Regions from separate parts of the Mus musculus genome. Here regions 1, 2, 3, 4, 6 and 7 are each linked to region 5. Evidence: chromatin contacts called from public HiChIP or PLAC-seq and promoter capture Hi-C data. All regions are on one chromosome and are shown on one strand. The core of a region is the stretch at or near the end of the contact, and the rest is flanking DNA. Distances in the headings are between cores, read along the strand shown. Region 1 holds the start of Sec14l3 (SEC14-like lipid binding 3). Region 2 holds the start of Lif (leukemia inhibitory factor). Region 3 holds the start of Osm (oncostatin M). Region 4 holds the start of Sec14l2 (SEC14-like lipid binding 2). Region 5 holds the start of Nf2 (neurofibromin 2). Region 6 holds the start of Sf3a1 (splicing factor 3a, subunit 1). Region 7 holds the start of Castor1 (cytosolic arginine sensor for mTORC1 subunit 1).

Evidence for each region. Promoter capture Hi-C pulls out the DNA fragments that hold promoters and counts their contacts. HiChIP or PLAC-seq counts read pairs in DNA pulled down with a chosen protein or histone mark.
Region 1: a contact with region 5 is called in an H3K4me3 HiChIP or PLAC-seq map of embryonic stem cells, with 4 times the contacts expected there. The contact joins the promoter of Sec14l3 here to the promoter of Nf2 in region 5. A contact is called at or near these places in 2 of 115 datasets of contacts at active chromatin or transcription factors (embryonic stem cells and large pre-B cells).
Region 2: a contact with region 5 is called in an H3K4me3 HiChIP or PLAC-seq map of bone marrow-derived macrophages, with 10 times the contacts expected there. The contact joins the promoter of Lif here to the promoter of Nf2 in region 5. A contact is called at or near these places in 16 of 39 promoter capture datasets (the 3T3-L1 cell line, 3T3-L1-derived adipocytes, the C10 cell line and 12 more), 4 of 15 datasets of contacts at CTCF or cohesin (the NIH/3T3 cell line, embryonic stem cells, large pre-B cells and 1 more), 29 of 484 Hi-C or Micro-C datasets (the AML12 cell line, the Ba/F3 cell line, DN3 thymocytes and 18 more), 32 of 115 datasets of contacts at active chromatin or transcription factors (the 230-238 cell line, DN3 thymocytes, the NIH/3T3 cell line and 20 more) and 4 of 9 other capture datasets (adipose tissue, embryonic stem cells, liver and 1 more).
Region 3: an H3K4me3 HiChIP or PLAC-seq map of bone marrow-derived macrophages shows a contact between it and region 5, with 4 times the contacts expected there. The contact joins the promoter of Osm here to the promoter of Nf2 in region 5. A contact is called at or near these places in 6 of 39 promoter capture datasets (the 3T3-L1 cell line, the C10 cell line, the SN4741 cell line and 3 more), 1 of 15 datasets of contacts at CTCF or cohesin (large pre-B cells), 3 of 484 Hi-C or Micro-C datasets (CD4 T cells, the G1E-ER4 cell line and cortical neurons), 26 of 115 datasets of contacts at active chromatin or transcription factors (the 230-238 cell line, the SCID.adh cell line, T-cell acute lymphoblastic leukemia and 17 more) and 3 of 9 other capture datasets (adipose tissue, liver and macrophages).
Region 4: a promoter capture Hi-C map of pre-B cells shows a contact between it and region 5, with 7 times the contacts expected there. The contact joins the promoter of Sec14l2 here to the promoter of Nf2 in region 5. A contact is called at or near these places in 16 of 39 promoter capture datasets (the 3T3-L1 cell line, HPC-7-derived erythroid cells, cranial neural crest and 10 more), 1 of 15 datasets of contacts at CTCF or cohesin (large pre-B cells), 2 of 484 Hi-C or Micro-C datasets (cortical neurons and embryonic stem cells), 10 of 115 datasets of contacts at active chromatin or transcription factors (astrocytes, bone marrow-derived macrophages, embryonic forebrain and 7 more) and 3 of 9 other capture datasets (adipose tissue, embryonic stem cells and liver).
Region 6: a contact with region 5 is called in a promoter capture Hi-C map of embryonic stem cells, with 7 times the contacts expected there. The contact joins the promoter of Sf3a1 here to the promoter of Nf2 in region 5. A contact is called at or near these places in 4 of 39 promoter capture datasets (cranial neural crest, embryonic stem cells, liver and 1 more), 2 of 484 Hi-C or Micro-C datasets (CD8 T cells and embryonic stem cells), 16 of 115 datasets of contacts at active chromatin or transcription factors (the 230-238 cell line, the NIH/3T3 cell line, acute myeloid leukemia and 11 more) and 4 of 9 other capture datasets (adipose tissue, liver, macrophages and 1 more).
Region 7: a contact with region 5 is called in an H3K4me3 HiChIP or PLAC-seq map of embryonic stem cells, with 16 read pairs. The contact joins the promoter of Castor1 here to the promoter of Nf2 in region 5. A contact is called at or near these places in 11 of 39 promoter capture datasets (the 3T3-L1 cell line, 3T3-L1-derived adipocytes, the C10 cell line and 8 more), 1 of 15 datasets of contacts at CTCF or cohesin (large pre-B cells), 2 of 484 Hi-C or Micro-C datasets (the G1E-ER4 cell line and embryonic stem cells), 25 of 115 datasets of contacts at active chromatin or transcription factors (the 230-238 cell line, the NIH/3T3 cell line, the SCID.adh cell line and 19 more) and 2 of 9 other capture datasets (adipose tissue and liver).

What each region holds. Positions count from the first base shown.
Region 1 is chr11:4,063,493-4,066,192 of GRCm38.p6, forward strand. It overlaps Sec14l3 (SEC14-like lipid binding 3), which reads left to right and starts at 1,361. Exons shown (of 12, transcript NM_001029937.2): 1 at 1,361-1,513; 2 at 2,645-2,700. The coding sequence starts at 1,460.
Region 2 is chr11:4,256,313-4,259,187 of GRCm38.p6, forward strand. Lif (leukemia inhibitory factor) reads left to right here and starts at 1,256. Exons shown (of 4, transcript NM_008501.2): 1 at 1,256-1,376.
Region 3 is chr11:4,235,492-4,238,191 of GRCm38.p6, forward strand. Osm (oncostatin M) reads left to right here and starts at 1,294. Exons shown (of 3, transcript NM_001013365.2): 1 at 1,294-1,422. The coding sequence starts at 1,392.
Region 4 is chr11:4,117,398-4,120,160 of GRCm38.p6, forward strand. It overlaps Sec14l2 (SEC14-like lipid binding 2), which reads right to left and starts at 1,332. Exons shown (of 12, transcript NM_144520.2): 1 at 1,228-1,332. The coding sequence starts at 1,281. Gm51934 (a long non-coding RNA gene) reads left to right here and starts at 952. Exons shown (of 3, transcript XR_003949841.1): 1 at 952-1,563.
Region 5 is chr11:4,848,134-4,850,833 of GRCm38.p6, forward strand. Nf2 (neurofibromin 2) reads right to left here and starts at 1,411. Exons shown (of 17, transcript NM_001252250.1): 1 at 739-1,411. The coding sequence starts at 852.
Region 6 is chr11:4,159,055-4,161,864 of GRCm38.p6, forward strand. It overlaps Sf3a1 (splicing factor 3a, subunit 1), which reads left to right and starts at 1,300. Exons shown (of 16, transcript NM_026175.5): 1 at 1,300-1,496; 2 at 1,992-2,113. The coding sequence starts at 1,434. Ccdc157 (coiled-coil domain containing 157) reads right to left here and starts at 1,239. Exons shown (of 12, transcript NM_001164620.1): 1 at 1,105-1,239.
Region 7 is chr11:4,216,909-4,219,608 of GRCm38.p6, forward strand. It overlaps Castor1 (cytosolic arginine sensor for mTORC1 subunit 1), which reads left to right and starts at 1,317. Exons shown (of 9, transcript NM_028022.2): 1 at 1,317-1,518; 2 at 2,040-2,110. The coding sequence starts at 1,406.

The sequences.
Region 1 (2,700 bases), core at 111-2,610, 780 kb before region 5:
ATGTTAACTAAAGCTAGCTCAGGATAGCTTCTGCTAGTTCTCTTGAGGCAGCTTTGTTTGTTTGTTTGCTCTGAGACAGGGTCTTGCTATGTAGACCAGGCTGTCTTTGAACTTATAACCCCCCTGCCTCAGCCTCCCAAGTGCTGAGATTATTAGGCACATGCTGGGTTGGAGCCTTTCATAGAGACAGTAATTGACAGTTTGATATTTCCCTTACCAGTGCTTCTCAGAATGGGAAGAAAAGAGTCCCCCATCAGTGAACAACCCTGGGCAGTCAATCTTCTCATCCATGGAAGGAGGAAGAGCAGGCAGCCTCTGTTAGAAATGACAGACCCAGGAAACACCAGGCTGAAAGGTTTTACAAGAAAATCCAAAGCAGTCCTGGGCCTCAGGCCCATCTGGTGTTAGAATGTGGAAATGGGACGGGACAGAAAGTGAAGGACACAGGAACCTTCTGAGCTACCCGCCATGGAACACCAGCTTCTCCACACCTCGGTGGATGCCTCTTGCCTGTCATATATGAAAATCCCCTAAAGACATCCTTGCCCATAAAACCATGCTCCTGTCCCACCTAAACTCTCAGAGCTAATGGAAGTTGTGCATAACCAGAAGCCCCATATAAAGGTTCTGGGAAGACATCAGGAGCAAGATGCCTGGCCTTTCCCGATATTCAAGTGCAGAGGACCAACTCTTTGCAATGGAATCTGAAAGACATCGGAAAGGTAGCACCAGTCCTGTGGAAAAGACCAACCTTCACCAAGGTCCTTTGAGTTCCAACTTCTGTCCCAGCTAGCTTTTCCCCCTCCTTTCTACAGTGCCAGGGGTTGAACAGAATTCCCACTGAATAAGTACATGAGGCAAGCTCTCTCTGAACTGCACCCCATCACACAGCCTGTCTGCCTCTTGACTACGTGTACTTGCTACAACTGAAGGGTATGAACTTCTTCCAACTTTTAATATGGCTCAGGTGCTGGTCAGCGGGCCAGGCATTAGACTTCTGTTCTGCGGGAGCCAGCGGAGACTTTTGGGACATCCTTTGTTAGGAAGACAAGGATACTGAAGCTTAGGGATCTCTACCCCTCAGGAGTAGAGCTCATCTTTCACCCATGGAAGATGACGCATCTTCCACAGACGCATGGAACTCTCCCATCTCCAGGTCACTGGGGGCTAGAGAGCTCTGAGAGGGGCTCCCAGGGAAGACCAGTGCCTCCTTTGCAGCTGCTGCATCTGGCAGAGGCCCTCTGGGCCTGCCATTTCCTCCAGACCTGTCCCAGAGCCAAACACGGGCCCTCACTTAATCTCAGTTATGTAATGTGCAATCTAAAGAGTTGTCCCAGGGGAGGCGCCTGAGCCACACCCAGGAGTGGGGGAAAAAGGCTCCAGCTGGGTCTGGCAGACAGGTGAGGCTGAGCTCCTGCCTTCAGTAGTCACTCACTGCTCCTCAGTCTCAGTCAGCACCATGAGTGGCCGAGTTGGAGACCTGAGCCCCAAGCAGGCAGAGACCCTGGCCAAGGTGAGAGATTCCCCCCACCCTGTACGATCTCAGGGGAAACGTCTGAGGGATGGGGTGGAAAGGATGGCCAGGACCTGCCTCCATCTGTTGATTCTGCATGTCCTTGACATGTCACCTCCAAAGGGGGTTTCATCCTCCACAGCCGAGTGACATCAGTCCTGACCAGAATGATGTTAAGGGGAAAGCTGCACTCTGGCATCCTGTGGGTGACATGTGCAGAAGTCGGCTCACACTCACACAGGAGCCAGACCAGACTGCTTTACCTGGCAGTTGTCCCCACTACCTCCTCCCTTCCTGCCCACTAGGTGGGAGCTGGAGGATGCAGCCCTCTGCCCTCGGATGGAATCTTTTTCCCTGGGACCCTGAAAAGAATGCTAATCTGTAAGAGCCAGACGAGAGAAACAGAATAGAGTGTTTGGTGTGCCCGCAGCTGAAGGGAACAAGGACCCTTGATCATGAACCCTGCTCTTCCTTCCTTCCTTCCTTCCTTCCTTCCTTCCTTCCTTCCTTCCTTCCTTCCTTCCTTCCCCCTCCCTCCTTCTCTCTCTCTCTCTCTCTCTCTCTCTCTCTCTCTCTCTCTCTCTCTCTCTCCCAGAACCATGTTTTTGTAAAGAATAGGAAGATTTAGCAAATGCACCAAGTGAACCAGGGAAACCCCCAGGATCCTGTCTACTCACCCATTTATGGATTTCTCCTTCCACTCACCCTTCTCTCTAACCTTCTTTTCACCTGCCCATCTTTCCTTCTATCTACATTCATCCATGCATGCATCCATCCATCCACCCATCCATCCACCCACCCACCCATTCATCCACCCACCCACCCATCCCCATCCACCCATCCATCCATCCATCCATCCATCCATCCACCCACCCACCCATCAATTGATTGATCCTTCATTTTTCTCTCCACCCATCCAATCGTTCTTCCCTCCATTCTGACTTTGCTCACACACCATTTTCCACCTCCCCATCTGAGCTGCAGCCCAGCTCTCCTATCCATCCATTATCCCATGCTTCTCTCAAGCTGAGTCAGACTGAGAGACGGGGGAAGGAGAGGTGGATGGCAAACCTTTGAGTTGGGAGGTCAAGGCTCAGTGTGAGAAACATTAACAGGAATATTTCTTTTCAGTTCCGAGAAAATGTCCAGGATGTGCTGCCTGCCCTGCCAAACCCTGATGATTATTT
Region 2 (2,875 bases), core at 6-2,505, 590 kb before region 5:
CAGAGATCCACCTACCTGCCTCTGCTTCCTGAGTGCTGGGATTAAAGGTGTGCGCCACCGCCCAGCCCCAGTTTTAAAATGACTTTATGTGTGCAGTGTTTCACCTGGTCCTGGTGTCCTGGGCCCTACAGAGGTTAAAGGGGAGTACTGTTCACCAAGACATTTCTGCACTCCACCCCTTCATCCCAACTTTAGCGTGATTATTTTTCTCTTCAGTGAGAGACGAAGACCTTACAGGTGAAAAGATTGTGACCTCTGCCCTTATCTTACTCATAGGCCAAGCCTCAGTTTTGCCTCTGCACTGTGTGTTGTTGGAGCCCACTTCCCTAAAACAGGGTTTCCTGGGAAAAGTGTAGGACTAATATTGCTCTAGGCAGGTTTGAAAACTGTCAACAGTCCCTCCTTCTCTCCCTCTCTTTATACTTTACTCTCCTCCCCCCTTTCCCTTCCCTCCCTCCCTCCCTTCCTCCCTTCCTCCCTCTCTCCTTCTCTCAGTCCCTTCCTTAATCCCTTCTTGATTGCTTTTTTTTCTTTTTTCTTTTCTGTATCTCTCCTCTCTTAGTCCCTGTCCCCAACCATCTTCTGGCCGTCCATGGCAAGCCTGCCCAGGCAGTCTACAGAACTCCTTGTAGCACCAAGAAAAAGGTCACAGTCCACAGAGAATCAAGAGGCCCTCAGCAGCACAGGCAACAAAGTTCCTTGCTTCCCGGAGTATTCCCAAGGGCAGGGCTTGTCCAGGGAGGGACGAAGGTCCCACAGCAGGTGGGGCCCTGAAGCCTGGGGCTGATTGCAGATCAGAAGGGCCAGGTAGCTCCCCGGGTTATGAGGTGGGGGCTGGGACAGGGGCAGCTATAGGCCTGTGGCTCTTGGGACAGAGACAGAGGATGGTAGCTGTGCACACAGCCTGTGGCAGGTCTGAGTCAAAACACCTAAGGTTGACCCCAGCTGGTCATGAGGAGAGCTGCCCAGTCATTGCCTTATGCTGGCTTGGGTCACCCAGACAGGCTAGGCGCGGCCCAGTCAGCTGTGACTCAGGCCATAGTGGCTTTGCCACGCAGCCCAGGGGCATCAAGTACAGGGACGCCCCCTCCCCACACCCAGCCCTGCTTCTCCTTCTAACAACACCTTTCCCACCACCGTGTCAGGCTCCATCTGTGGTGTGGGTGCTCTACCTCTCTGGTCCTCAGCTTGGGGGTGGGGTGGAAGTGGGGGGAGCCTCAGGCCACCAACTTCAGACGGAAGTCAGGTGGGGGGCAGGGTGAGGAGCCAACGCCAGAGGAGCCTCAGGAGGAGAGGGAAGCAGAGGGGCCCAACAACGATGGTGTCACCCTGAAGACTGGACAACTGTGCAGACTGTGGAGGGCTGCGAGACCACGGTAGGATTCCCTTGAGGGGGCAGGGCGGAGGGGCACTGCTGCACCCCACACTTATCCCCAGGAGGGTAGATGGTCCATCAGTTGCTCCCCTGTGGATCAGGGGCACCTGCTGGCCCACACAACCCTCCAGCATTCGCTCTCCCTGTCTGTAATGGATGCATTGTAAGTCAGGCTTGGAAGTCTCTCTTGGAGGATGGCCAAGCAAAGCTGGAGAGACCAGCTGTGGAAGTGTCCCGTGGGTTAAAGTTCACAGGATGGGTAAAGGGCAGTGGAGAGAGCACATGGATTCCAGGCTTGCATTGTGCCATCGTGGTAGGGTCAGCCTGATTCTAAAGGCAGTCATGATTTCTGCATCCCCAGGGGACTCAAATCCCTTTTCTTTTTCTAGAGTTCTGAGCTTGCAGAGGCCTCATTTACCCTCCGGTAGATGGAGCAGTGGAGGGCCGTCCCTGTCCATTCAAAATGGGCTGCAGCAGTCCACGGGGACCATCATGGGTGCTCTGGGGAACTTGATCAGCCAAGGTCATTACTCCTCTGCCTTTGACCTTGGGCCAGATCGGAGCTTGGCCGGTCTTCGTCCCCCCCGCATCCGAGCTCCAGGACAGTGACAAAGAGAGAAAAACAAAAACCAAGTCTGTGCAAGAGCCCCCTGCGTTGGGTGCTTGGCATCCAAAATTCCAAGAGGCTCTTACCTCTAATTTGTCAGTGTTCCTCCAAACCTGCTAGGGGGCTGACAAAAGGAGGGGACATTGTTCCCAGGATCCTGTCCATGTCATGCCATGCCGGGACAGGACAGTAAGGGGAGCCTGGGACTAGTCTGTACAACCAAGTGGTTTAGTTTGCTTTGATTCTTGCCTCTTGCTGTGTGAATTTGGGCAGTTCATTTTCCTTCTCTGGGTCACCGTGGCCCCCTGCGAAGTTGACAGTCTGATCCCCACCTGGAAGAACTGTCAGGACAAGGTGGGAGCAGGTAGCAGGACCAGGAAAAGGCCACTGCCCCCTCCCCCAGAGCCATGGCAAGGCTGTGCCCCATTGACCACTGAATGTGGTTCTGGCACCTCCTTGTGGCCAGTCTTTTGGGCTACACCTTGCAGATATTAGGACAAAGCTCTGGAAGCCCCCAAGAGGAGCCTTCTTCCCTTGTGTTGGTGAATGGCCTCTGCCCACCCCCATCCTGCACCCCAGACACCCACTCACTTCCTCAAATCCAGTTATCCAGCCCCACCCACCTACTGGTACGGACTGAACAGGCGAGCTGGCGAGCCGACTGTACTTGCTGATTCTGGGCAGCAGGTGGCGCTGCTGACCAGGGCTTGGAGCTGCTAAGCGTTTACAGGGCAAAGAACCCTAAGTTCAGGTTTCAAGGTTATAGAGGGAGCCCATCCACACCCCCGGCGTCAATGACTGGATCTAATCAAGGCAGTAGGATCTCAGGGAGCGAGTCCTCTCTGGAATCTTCACAAGCAAACTAGTTTGGAAGTCTTGGAACCCAGGACAAG
Region 3 (2,700 bases), core at 44-2,543, 610 kb before region 5:
GCAGAAGGATCCCTGACCAGGGCCCTAGGGAACAGCACCCTGGAGTGGGCAGAGGTAAGAAATTCAGTAGGAGGAAATGAAGACTTCAGAAGGATCTAGTCTAGACTGTACTGGGGAGTTGCTAACAAGGGGGACACTCTGCTAGGTGCAGAGAATATGTGGATGGGGGCACAGTCGCCTCCTGGATAGGGAGTGGGGGGGTTGTTGAATGAATATATGAGGGCCAACAGCAGGTACAGCCTAAGGATGCTCATTCTAGCTTGGCAGATGTGCTGTGGCTTCCAAGCATGGCCTGTGGATCTGGCTCAGCCTGGGCCTCAGTCCCTCAGTGCGGAGAAGCAGAAGACCCACCCATGATGGATCGCTATCTTTCAGAGAAAGTGAAACCTTGTGTCCAACTGTCGCAGCTCCCCCACCCCTCCCTCCAGCTTCCCCTCTGAGCTCACAGCTTCCCGGTCTCCCCCGCCCCCTCCATCCCATCCCCTGAAAACCAGTACTTGGAATTCAAGCCTAGTCTTTTCTTTTTTCTTCAAAGGCTTTTTTGCCTTTTATGTCCATGTTGGCAGTGACCTTGAGGGGTGAACCAAGGAGTGCTTTTCTCTCTCGCTTTCTCAGGTGGGGCTCAAAGTAGCTGAGTGACTTGCCTCAGACAACACAGCGACACAGCGTGTCACAAGCTTTGAACCCGTTCTCTAATTTCTCTTGCTCCAAGGGTCCTAAAGGACCCTGTCTACAGAGAGAGGATCTGGGATTGGGAAGGCTGGGCGAGGACAGTTAATAGAGACAATGGAAATGAGTTGGGCTAGAAGATGCTGACCTGGGATTAGAGGCACAATCTTTGGGGCCCAAGTCTGGCTCTGTGCCCAGAGCCTGGTGGTTTCCGCTCACAGATGTCCCGACAGCCCAAGCGAGAGGGTGGGAAGGGCACTCAACAAGGAAGATGTCTGGCTCCCTTTAGCCCTAAACCTTCGTGTCCTAGGAGGTTGGTAGTTTCTGGACCAGGGGTGGCCTCCCTTGCAAGTCGTGCTCTGACCCCTGGACTGATCCCTGAAGATGATACGGACCCCCGTGCTGCCCGCTCACCCCAAGAAGGCTGAGGCTGCGGTTTACATCATCCTTGGGCGTGGGGCTGACCTCGAAGAACGAATTCGAAGAAAACGGGAGGAGGAGCGGGCATGTCATGGCGCATGGCGCCCATTGGCCGCCTGGGGAGACTTTGGTTTTTGGGGTCATGTTCCCAGAAGGCCTGCCCTTCCCCCTCCCCCTCCCCACCCACCTCACGAGATGTTGGCCAATCGCCCCGTCGGGCATAAAGTGGCTGCCAGCCTGCAGGACACCCAGCCAAGCTGTGTCACCCCTGAGAGGCACGGGCCAGAGTACCAGGACCCAGTATGCAGACACGGCTTCTAAGAACACTGCTCAGTAAGTACTTCCTTCCTTTCTACCATCCCAGGGCGCAGCTGGGCCAACTGGCTGCTGTAGGCACCCTCTGCCCTTGGGAGCTGTAGATCAAGTGAAGGATGTGGACGAGAGGGAGAACTAGTAGGGCAGGGATCCACTGAGACCCCAGCATAGCCACAGGTGGAAACGTAGTATTTCTGGAAGGTATTCCAGAGGGAGGCGTGAGAGAGACCATGCCGGGGACCAGGGCATGAGGGAAGAGGAGAAAGAGTGAGAAGAGTCTGGAGAAGCCCAAGGCAGGTAGGGGATGAGCAGAGAAGGAAGTTCCAGATCTGCGCGGAAATGGAGCAAGGGGCTCACTTCTTGCTCTGATTCAATTCTCGGGGTCTGGGGCAGATGCAAAGTCAGCCAAGCCAGAGGTCCTTAGATCATCCCGCCACTCATACAGCCACACCCACACGGGGACAGGCAAGCAGAGCCATCTATGTGGGAACAGGTCCTCCCTCTCAGTAAGGTAGGAAGTCTCACCTGCAGACCAGAACCCCCGGTGACCGGGGCAGGTACTGCAGTGCCTCACCTAGGTCTACGGGCACACCCCCACAGGCACTGGTCCATGTGCACCTGTTACAAGCTCGCTGTGGACCCTCACTGGCAGTGTAGCTGCAGACACGGGGGAAGATGGGGAGGGGACTTGTGGTTGGCACGCCTGGGCTACAGGCCCTCCCCAGGGGCGAGGGGGTGGGGTGGGGTGGGGCTGGTTGGTTTGTAGGAAGGGAAGGATGGTGTCGTAGCCTTCCGGGCCATTGCACCACAGGCCCCTTCCGACCACGTGGCTGCCGGTGCCTGTGAGGGTGGGGGCCTGCGAGCTGGAACTATGATCATCTGCCCTCACCCCTACAACCTTCTCCTGGGCTCCCAGCAGTCCTGGTGTGTGCGTGTGTTAGGGGTTCGTGTGTCGGTGGCAGGAAGGGCAGGGCGAGTGCTGAGCATGGGTGACCTGGACAGGCTTTCCTCTCGCATCTTGCTCACCTTTCAGCAGAATGGCCGTCAGCACTGGCTGGCCCAGTGAGTGGAGAGGTGCTTTTTCTGGCTCTGTGAAAAGAGCTTAGGTGACCTGCTGCCCTGGGGCTGCACCTCAGGACAGACCCCTGGTCAACTCTATTCTGCCTACAGGGAATGTTAAGGTCTATAAAGTAGTCAGGAACTTAACCTGTCAGTCTTAGGACAGAGCTAACCCTTGTATGAGGCCAGATATCTTATAGAGGACTCTCTTGTCTGTTCGTTATGCCATAAAGTCAG
Region 4 (2,763 bases), core at 82-2,581, 730 kb before region 5:
ACAAAAGGGAAACATACTAGGAAAGCCACCAAGGGAGGTGGACAGTGACCCAGGATAGCCACCCCTATCCCTGATCTCTCACTACCCAGTAGTAAACAGGCAGCCCCAAGCCTCCTACAACAGCAGAGACCTTTATCTGGTTACTGACCTGTAGGACACCTCCAGAGAGGACCAATGAGGACTGGCCACCTCTGCCCTTTGCCTTAGGTCAGCTAGGTCTAATCAGACCCTCCCATCCCCCAAAAGCAGCTCCCAGAGTTAGGACAATGGTCATCTAAACAACAAGCAGAAGGCCACCCTTCACCAAGGACCTCACCTAGCCCCTGGCTTAATCCCCACCAAACCTATGCCCAACAGACTTAGCCTGCACGTCAGCAGCAAACCTGGCATGGGAAAAAAGTCACACACAGCAGCCACATCTGCTGCCACACTCTGGAATAAATAAGAAACTGCACAACTGGGAACACTGGGGCTGGACCCCATCAATTCTGATCCCGTGCAACTGAGGAGATAAAGTCTTTTGGCCAGAAGTGCCAGCTCCCGAACTTGAATGGAGTAGATAAGTCCCTGTCTGCCCAGGTGCCAAGGCAAAGCCTGGTCAGGTCCTTTCCTTTTGAGTGGCATCACTAAGTTCAGGCAAGGGTCTGGGTTGCCAGGGTGGGGAGAGCTCTTCTCTCCGAAAGGATTCCAACCTAGTGAATCCCGGACATCTTAGACTTCACACACAAGAGGTGCCCGACAGACAACTCCTCTAATTTCATCGAAGAGCACAGCACACAGGACAGGGTTTGGCCCAAGGTCGCACAGTGACTTAGTGCCTTGAAAGAGCTAGGGGGAGTTTGCCAAGGAACTGTCAGGGACCCTTCCATATGCCACTGCCCCAAAAGAGAAAAACCTCCCGGAAATGGGAGGAAACCTGGGGCCCTGCCCCTGTCCCACGGCCCTGCTACCAGTCCCTGCCAGCCCGGAGGATGAATGTTGCCTTTGTGCCCTCAGCTGCCTCCCAAGGCTTCCAAGCAACCACTTCTTCCCAAGGGGGCACCTCTGGGGCTGCTCATGCTGAAGATCGCGATGACCAAACTTCCCGAGGTCCTCACCCTGAAGGAGAAGCGGTCCGCTGGGCACTAGCCAAGCGGGGGCGATCAGTCGCCCGCCCGCGAGGACAGTCCCTTACAGCCGCTTTTCAGCCAGGAGCGAGGGCCACAGACAGACCAAGAGCAAGCTCACCTTGGCCAGTGCCTCCTCCTGTTTGGGGCTCAGGTCACCGACTCTGCCGCTCATCGTGGCTCAGCCTTGGGGCGCGGTGCCTGCGGCAGCTGATGGAGCTCCGACTCGTTTGCCGCCGCCGCAGCCGCTGGAGTAAAGTCCCAGTCTTTGGCCGAGGCCCCGGGGCTGGCGGCCAAGACCCGCCTCTTAAAGGAGCCCGAGGGGCGGGGCGAGACGCGCAGAGGCCCTGGATTGGAGCCAGAATGCTTGCTCATACACCTGAGGAGCTACTTGGGTCTGGATCCTCATCCTAACCAAGAGGAAGCTGGAAAGCTCTAGCAAACGACGTCTTCTAAGGTGCGACTCCACAAGGCTGGACCGGGCTGCTCTCATAGCTTTCCTTACCCCAAAATGTTGACAGCTCTCTGGTGCCCACTGAAAAGGGATGCCCCTTAAGCGTCTTTCTGCCTGTAGGAACTGTGGTGTTCACTCTGCCATCTGCTTATGGTCACTACTACCAGCTCTGCTTGGGAGTGAGAGTTGACCCCCAGGGTTGCCGATGTAACTCAGTGGCAGAAGGCTTGCCACTGAGTTACGCGCACGACCTTAAGTCGGATTCCCAGCACTGCATGGTCATAGTGGCACATTCCAACACATACCTGAGATCCCAGCATTGGAGAAGCAGAAGTTCTGATCACCCTTAGCTTATTTATTGGGCTTGAGGCAAGCCCAGAATACAAACAAATAAACCAAATGGAGTGGACAGCCTTTTCCCTCTACCTGCAGAGCAGGCATGGTAAAGACCATGGCATCTAGCTGAAGAGAAAGGAAGACCAGCCTCCCCACTAAGACCCAGGTCTCTGCGTCTGATCTTCCCTGCTCTCTGGGAGCCACACCTGAAGCTCTCACATCTCAGTTGGCATGCTCTGCTTCCTCTGTGGAAGTGAGGAGGCTCAGGTTTGAGGGCCCGTGTCCCACGGGTGTCTACGGGGTCCTTTGCCTCACTGCACTGTTGCTTCTTCTCTAACCGAGGGTGATCATGGGCAGGAGGCTAATGGAAGTTAATGTACACAATTCTCAGGTTTGACTTCTTGTGGCCACCTCCTTGCTGTCCATTGCTGGCTGCCTAGCCAGATCTTGGCCGTAGGCTAGACAGAGAGGAAACCACACTGGAAGCCAGAGCCCACAGCAGCCCTGCTGTGCTTATCTGCTTCCCAGCTCTGGCCAAGAGCCTGCGGACTCCCCGCTAGTGACAAGTTTGACTAGTGAGTGGGTGGACTCTGACAGCTGTAGCCTAGCAGCCTCTTGTCCAGCCTATACCATCAGACTGCCTCCCGCCCCCCAGTTACTACTTCTGGCTCACACAATAGAGTTCATAGCCTTCTCCTGCTAGAGCCCTCGCCACTTTGATCTTACTTCCATGGTGATACCTGGTCACAGGGCCAGGGCCATTTTGTCTTCCTACTGTATGCCAAGCAGGAGGCATTGTTCTGGAACCCAGGAATATTTAGACACCACCTTTTGGTCCCAAACTTACTAAAGAGAACACAAGAGCAA
Region 5 (2,700 bases), core at 161-2,660:
TATCTGACTGGCTTTTTTGTTGTTGCTTTGCTTTTTTGTTTGTTTGTTTTTTGAGAGTCAAATGTGTAAATGTCTGACACTTAGCAAGTGTTCAGGGTTGTGGATACAACCCAGTGATGGGGTGCATGCCTAGCATACACAAGGCCCTGAAAACACAAACACACACACACACACACACACACACACTCACTCACATACACACTCTTCAACAAAATGATAGCTATTATCATCATGTTAGAAACTATAAAGAGTAAATGTAAGACACTCTTTCCTCAAAGAGTTTTTTCCAGAAACTGAAAATTTTGGAACAGGGAAAAGTACGAGCTTCCAATATAACTAGATGTAACTTTTAAGACCTAGGGTACACAGTTAATACCTAGCGAAAAACTCCCTGGAGTTTTAGGCGCGAGTTCTACACACTGCACACCGGTTCGTTTCTACGGAAGATTCCAGTGTTTCCCAATAACAAATGAATGAAAATAACCTTCGGGAAATGCCAAAACCAAGAACCCCACTTTAACAAACAAGCAAACAAACAACTAGCTTTAACTTGTGATCTGGCCCTAGAAAGCCTCTTCCGGTTCCAGATAATGATATATACGGAATCCCTTAAGCTTGCACTTCGACTGTCACCACAGCGAGGGCACCCCATGGGTAGGGACCCGCGTCGCTGCCACCAGACAGGCAGAGATTCCGCGGCTCTCCACTCACAGCCCGTCGGGGTCGGCGGCCGGTTACCTCGCAGTTGAACTCCATCTCGGCGTCCATGGTGACGATCCGCACCGTGAATGTCTTGGGCTGCTTCCTCTTGAGTGAGCTGAAGCTCATGCGAGAAGCGATGGCTCCGGCCATGGCGCGAGGTACCGGCCTTGGATCCCCTCACCCCTAGGCCCGCGTTCTGGGTCTCTTAGCCCCCCTGGAGTAGCTGCACAGGCCTCAGGGCCACCATGGTGGCCGGCTGGCCGGCCCGAGACAGACCTAGGCTGCCTGGGTCCCCAGCGGCCAGCATGGGCCGCGAGGACCCGGCTGTGGGTGCGGAAAGATGAGTTAAGGGACAGTCTCTGACGACGGGGGGGTCGGGGGGAGATGCCGGCAAAAGCACGCGCAGCCCCGAGCTTGGAGCTTCGGGCTGGGGACGCCAGGGACGCCTTTGGACAGAAATCCTAGACGGCTGCGGCGCCGACGCCGGGCCTCTCAGCGACCCCCGAGGGTCGCGGGGCCGCGCAGTAGTTGGGAGCGCACACGCGCGTGCGTGTCTGTCACCAGCTCCGCTCCGCGCGCCCTCGGGAAGCGTCCTCTACCAACCCCCACCTCAGCGACCTGCCGGATCCCCGCCCCGCCCCGCCCTCCGGACTCCCACTACGCTACTCAGCGACTCACCCTAACACTTTTTTCTCTAAGATACTGTGATTGGCAGGAACGCCAAAGGAAGCGGGACTTCCGCTTCGTCCCGCCTCCTGGAGGCCTACTCCACCAATTGAAAGTTGCACTGAACGAGGGCCGCCGGTCTGTTCTCGGCGTTGAGTGGCTGTAGATGCGGTCACTCCGAGCGCTTTTGTTCCTAAAGTATACTCCTACTCTAGCAAGACTGGTTGAGAAGGAGCGGGCGGCGCCTTTCCCGGGAAACCTGTAGAGGCCGGGACTGCACCGCACGAGGTACTGTTGCAGTCAGTGAGAGATCCCATTTATAGCGTCTTACCAGAGCTTCAGTCGTATCTGGGACATCCGGCCGAAATTCCTTTTTGACACTTAATTATATATGCTGACTCAATATTTTTCAAACTTTAAAAACACGAAGTGAGGCCGCTTAAGTTGCCCCGACTTGCCTGCCAGATCCTTCAACTTCTTTTTAAGAGAATTAGAATAACCACAGAATTCATGATAGTCCTTACCTTACTAGGTGGTTGAGGAATTGAAACTTGCTTAATACATATAGAAAGCTAATTTTATTTATTTTTTTTTTTTTTTTTTTTTTTTTGAGTTTTTCGAGACAGGGTTTCTCTCTGTATCCTTGGCTGTCCTGGAACTCACTCTGTAGACCAGGCTGGCCTCGAACTCAGAAATTCGCCTGCTGCTGCCTCCCAAGTGCTGAGGATTAAAGGTGTGCGCCACTATTGCCCGGCAAGAATTTTCATTTTACCCTCTGTTCCTTTGTTTGGTTTTTTTGTTTTGTTTTGTTTTAATTTCCAAGCTACATACTTGGAGTACTTGTAGCTTAACGTCATCAAATGTATAATATGCTTAGGAAAATTTCAACTTTCTGGGGATTTGTAGAGTTTTTACTTGTTTTAAAGATACATTCCCCAGGCACTGCTGCTGTGAAGAGACACCATGACCACAGCAACTCGTATCAAAGAAAACATTTAATTGGGGACTTTTTCTTCTTTACAGTTTCAGATGTTTAGTCCATTATCAGCATGGTAGGGAGCATGGTGGCATGCATGGTACTGGAGCAGTAGCTGAGAGATGGCTATATCCTGATCTGCAGGCTTGGAAAGCAAGACAACCATTTGGCATGGGCTTTTGAAACCTCAAAAACCACCCCTAATGATAGACTTCCTTCCACAAGACCACACCTCCTAAGCCTTCTAATTCTTTCAAATAGGGCCACTCCTTGGTGACCAAGCATTCAAATATAAGCTTATGGGACCGTTCTTAGTCAAAGCACCACAGTTTTGTTTTTTTTTTTTTATCTTATGT
Region 6 (2,810 bases), core at 50-2,549, 690 kb before region 5:
CAGCTTCTTAATCTAACTTTTATTCCAATGTCTGGGATCCACACATGATCTTTTGGGGATCCTCTAAAGGGCTGGCATCACTTCTCCAGCTCTGCCCTCTGAAGCACTCTAGGCTCTGCTTGACTCCAGCCAACTGCTGCTGCTGTTCCTGGTTATCATCTTATCGTACTGGCATCTCCAATACACTGGGGTCTACCACTGCAACTAGGCTTCACCAAGAGCCTCTCATAGGCTCTCTTCATGGGGCAAGCCTCAACTCCTTTGCATGACCCCTTCAGTCCTGGGCCATCAACTGTAACTGTAACTGCACCTTCACCAATGGCCTTCCCTGGCCTCTCACGGTGCCAAGCCTCAGCTGCTCTTCATGACACCTTCATGCCTTCAAACTAATACTGCCTGGGTAACTCTTACACACTGCCAAGTACAGCTGCAGCAACAACCATGGCTATCTCTGGAACACAGCTTCTTTGTGCTCTCAGAAAACACTTCCCAGAAGATTTCACCTCAGTGATGCTGGTCTCGTCTTAATCACTAATTTCTTAGCTCCAGCTAACCAGCATCAACTGTCCCAGCAATCCCTTCTACTCTAGACTCTAAAGCCAGAGCCACACAGCCAAATTCTGCTTCCTGTGGCTGGAACCTGATCCCCTTTATTATCTTACCAGCTTTCTGTTTTTCAACTCCCTCACTGCCTAAGCTTGGCTATCCTGAAACTTGCTCAGGAAATTGACTTTGAACTCAGAGATCTGCATGGCTTTGTCTCTTGGGATTAAAGATATGTACCACTACGCCTGAATTATGCTTTTCTTCATCTAGAACTTGCTCTGTCCCAGGCTGGCCTTGAACTCAGATCTGCTTCGTTTTTTGTCTCCTGGAATTAAAGGTGTTAGCACCATGTCCTGGACTCTGTAAGGAGGGATGCAGAGGAGGTGGTGCTGAACCAAAAAATGGGGCTAAAGGTGTAGTAAGTGGGACTCTATGGCATCTTCAAAATGCCAGGCCAAACAGGAAAGAAACAGGGGCGAGGGGTGGGGCGCTGAGGGGGCGAGGAACCGGCCAGAGTCAGGAGGGAAGTTCAGAGTCAGAGGATGTGGAATGGCTTACCTGTCTCCGGCGTCGCAGCCTCAGCTCTGTGTCTGTCTGGCTCACAGAACTTCCTCCAGAGCGTCTGAGGCTCCGAGAATGCCTCGCAACTCTAAGTTGGGAGCCCAGGCCGCTGCCTTGGCAACGGCGTACCGCGCCACGGAGCAGGCGGGGCGGGGCTGGAAGTGCGAAACGGCGAGAGGGCGGGACCGGAAGTGCTCCCGCGGCTTCTCTCTCTGGGTCGCCGCCATCTTGTCATTGAGTTGGATACTTCGTGTGGTGATCTTTAATCTTGTCGTCGCACCGGTTGTCGCCACCGAGGTGGACTGGCAGCCCTGAGCGTCGCAGTCATGCAGGCCGGACCCGTGCAGGCGGTACCCCCGCCGCCGCCAGTAGCCACTGAGTCCAAACAGGTATCGTGCCCCGCGCTCCCTGCCTGCAGGCCTGCTGGAGGCCTCGTTCCTCCCCTCCGCGCGGGCGCTGTGGCACTGCTGCTGGAAGCTCAGGCCACCCCGAAGGACATGGAGGGACTGCAAGTCCCAGGAGTCAGCGCGCTGAGTTGCCTTCTGGTCTCGAAAAAGATATCCCTAGAACCGGACTTTTCAAAACCAGCATGCGGACCTGCACCCCCGGCTTCCTCTGGGGTCTTATGTGAACCACGAAGCCTCCATTCAAAAAGAGGAGAGCTAAGCAAATCATTCTTTCCCCTAGATTAGGAATGGCTGCGTAAATACAGTATGGCTAAGGAAACTTGCCCTGTTTTGTTTTTAACTGCGTCCTCGGATGCTAACCCAAGAGAGTCTGCAGTCTACAGGACAGACGTTCCTGTCAGTATCATGGAGCGTTTATGATAGCCTAATCCGAGCCGGGGACTTGAAGCCCTTACTACCTTTTCTCTGTTTTCACAGCCAATTGAAGAAGAAGCATCGTCAAAGGAGGATCCCACCCCTTCCAAGCCAGTGGTCGGCATTATTTACCCTCCCCCGGAGGTCAGGAACATCGTCGACAAGACTGCCAGTTTTGTGGCCAGGTAACAGCTGCTTCTGCACAGAGGGAACTTGTAGTATAAAGGTCTTTTAAAGCAGCACAGGGGCATCATGGGGAGTTCTAGAGGCTCTGGCTTAGACTCCTTACTTCTTCCAAAACCACAGGAGAGCAATGAGGTAGGTGATAGATAGGACTGGTATGGTTGACATACCACAACAGTAATCGCAGTGAAAGCCATGCCTAGCTGTGTAGTCACTAGGAGTTTCTGCTTCCAAAACAAGTCTGTGGAAATTCCTGGTAGCTTCTTTGTGGCTGCTGATGTGCATATGCTGTGTTAACCTGAAGAAAGAAAAAGAAGAGTTGATTATTCTCATTGTGAAAGGACGACTTTCCCAGAGCCTCAGCTGAATCCAGAGCAAGCTGTTCAGCATGTTAGCTAGTTTCCAGGCAAGGTGAACATTGGTCAGGATTCCTCAACCTCCTCATCCCACATACTTCTGCACCCTTGGATGGAATCTTCTAAGGGCCACTTGACTTCCAACGGTCAACACATCTCCTGGCTTAGGGCACTTATAGAGTATTCTTTTGGCAGCCAGCATCATTATCCAGTCTGCAGATGTTTAGTTTGTCCTTAGAATCCTTAAAAGAGAAAAATCCTATTACCACACTTAGAAATGAGGTGATTTCACAGTCAGTCTGAATTTCTGGCTTTTCCTGAACCAGGCTGCTTCTTACATGGC
Region 7 (2,700 bases), core at 67-2,566, 630 kb before region 5:
CTTTGGAGCATGCCCCATCCTGCCGTGAAATCAACCTGTGCTTGCTCGTTTCTGCTCAGCCTTGGGGTTTTCTTAAACCTTGATCACTGGGGTGTCTGCCAGTGCTTAGGGGCCTTCTTGGATCTGTAGCTAATTTAGATGTGTTCAGGCCAGTTGAGTTCTGCAAATGATGAGACGCTTTAAGAAAACTTCAACAGGGAGGTCTCTGGTTTGATACCCAGGGAACCTCAAATACTATGGCCTGTCCCCTCAGTGTCTGAGCCCTGGGCATTCTCACTTCAGGTACTTAGGGTTGTCCCTGGAATAAGATTCAGAATCTAGGGGTAAGGGCTGGAGAGATGGCTCAGCAGTTAAGAGCACTGACTGCTCTTCCGAAGGTCCCGAGTTCAAATCCCAGCAACCACGTGGTTCACAACCATCCGAAATGAGATCTGATACCCTCTTCTGGTGTGCCTGAAGACACAGTATACTTACATATAATAAATAAAATTTAAAAAAAGATTCAGAGTCCATAGTATGTTGCTTAGACAGGAGAGGAGGACCCTTTTTCGGTTCCTCCCCTCAGTGGGGAGCATTCTATTTCAGAAGTTGTTTGACTAAAAACTGCCACACCGGCCAGGTTTTGCTGGTCGAAACAACAACAAGATAGGGTTGCAGTACTATCAAACCAACCTTGGGCACCCCATTCTTAGGGATCTTTAGTCCTTACTGTCCTTGTCAGCTCTGCAGTCCCTGCCCCCTACCCCCGGCAATAAAAGGAAGATAGGCTCCAACTCAGCTGTTCCGCGGGTCTCCAGCCTAACCTCCCCACTCCGGAGATTTATGGACAGCTCTGGCCCCAACAGAGCTCCAGCCCGGCTTCCAGCCTTCCTACAGTCCAGACAGGGTTTTTCTGTGTAGTTCTAGCTGTCCTGGAAGTCACTCTGTAGACTAGTCTGGCCTCGAACTCACAGAGATCTGCCTGCCTCTGCCTCCCTAGTGCTGGGATTAAAGATACACACTTACCACCGCCAGGCTCTGCGTTTTAGTGGCTTTAACCATAAAGCCCACGTGCGAGCCTGGAGGATAGACAGGGAGGGGACCAGGAGCTTCCAGCACGTTCCCAAACCCAACACAGCGGGCGTCCAGCGGAAAGGGCGTGTCTGGGGCGTGTCCTTGAAGGACTCAGATGGGTGAGGGCTAGAAGAGTGGCTTTGGCAGAGTTTGAAGGCAGCCCGCAGCGCCCGGTAGGCAGGGCTCAGGAGGAGGCGTGGCCACTTCACAGTGGCTGTGGGGCGTGGCCGCCGAAGTGTGGATCCCTGGCTGGGCGGACCGGTAGCGGGCGGTGCTTCTTTAAGCCCGGCGCCACCGCATCGCCTCCTGCCTAGGTCTCGCTGGCGGCCAGGCCGGGGCTGCCGTATCTGCGATGGAACTTCACATCCTAGAGCACCGGGTGCGAGTACTGAGCATTGCCCGTCCGGGCCTCTGGCTCTACACCCACCCGCTCATCAAGCTGCTCTTCCTGCCCTGTCGCAGTCGGTGCGCACCCGGGTTCACGAGCGCAGGTCGGGCGGGTGGAGGCTCCTCTGCCCCTCTGGGCCAGGGGCGGAGGACTAGAGTCGCCGCGAAGCAGCGGGTACCGGGTGGGGACGCTAGCCACTCTGGCCATCATCCAGCCTGGGCCTTACCCTTTCTGCGACGCCGCCTATCCGGCCCGGAGGGCCCCGCTCCCAGGGCTTGTCAAGGTGCAAACTGCCTGGAGTAGGCAGTGTAGTGGGGGCATGTGTTCCTTGGCAGGCTGTAGCCCCTTTCTAGTCTCCTCACGTTAACTTTTGAGAGTTGTCCAGGGGGACCCAAAGCCTTCCACTTCTGTGGAATGGAGGGGAGATCCCAAATATGGGATCTAGACTCATTGATCCAAGGAAGAGAGTGAGGCCCGAGTGCGGGTCCGGAAGGCTCCTGGTGGGGGGTCCTTTAGTGCTGCTGGAGCAGACTTCATTTGCTGTCTCCATTCCATTCACTCTAGGCTGAAAGTCTTCCCACCCCTTCCCTCCTCCTAGGTGCAAGTTCTTCAGCCTGACTGAGACTCCGGAAGATTACACTCTCATGGTGGATGAGGAGGGCTTTAAAGGTCGGAACTGGTTCCTTGTTTGCCTCTAAGCAGTATTCTTACTAAGTTTAGGGATCCAGCTTCCCAGAGAGCTTAGACCCCAAAGGAATATAGGTCCGGGTTCAAACCTTCCATCACTCACTGAAGTACTGTGTGGGATGGAGTCGTGACCGTTTGACAAAATTTGTGAGAGTTTTATAAACGTAAAACCCACACGGAGCTGAATATGAGTCCCAGGCCAGCACAGGTGGCCATGGTGTCTCACAGTTTTAGGGGAAAATAAAGGGGTTCCTGCAGCTGTTTTACCCTGAACATTATTTCTTCTTGGACTTGTCTCCCCAGTGGAAAGCAGCCCCTCCCTTACTGGCTTGGGAAGCCTAGGCGGCTGAGAGTTAGGGAAGGAATGCAGGGGCAGGCAGCAAGCCCAGAGCAGGGTCCAGGGCCTCCTGGCTGAGTCTGAGTGAACAACAGCTACCCTGGCCCTTGTCCCTGTTCAGGACTGGGACCGGGGAAATGACTTCTGGCTTCCATGTCTGCCTGCTTGCCCCATCCTCTAAGGCCTGGAGTCTCAAGCTAGCCACCTAGAGTTTGGCTGAGCCTCCCTCCCTAAG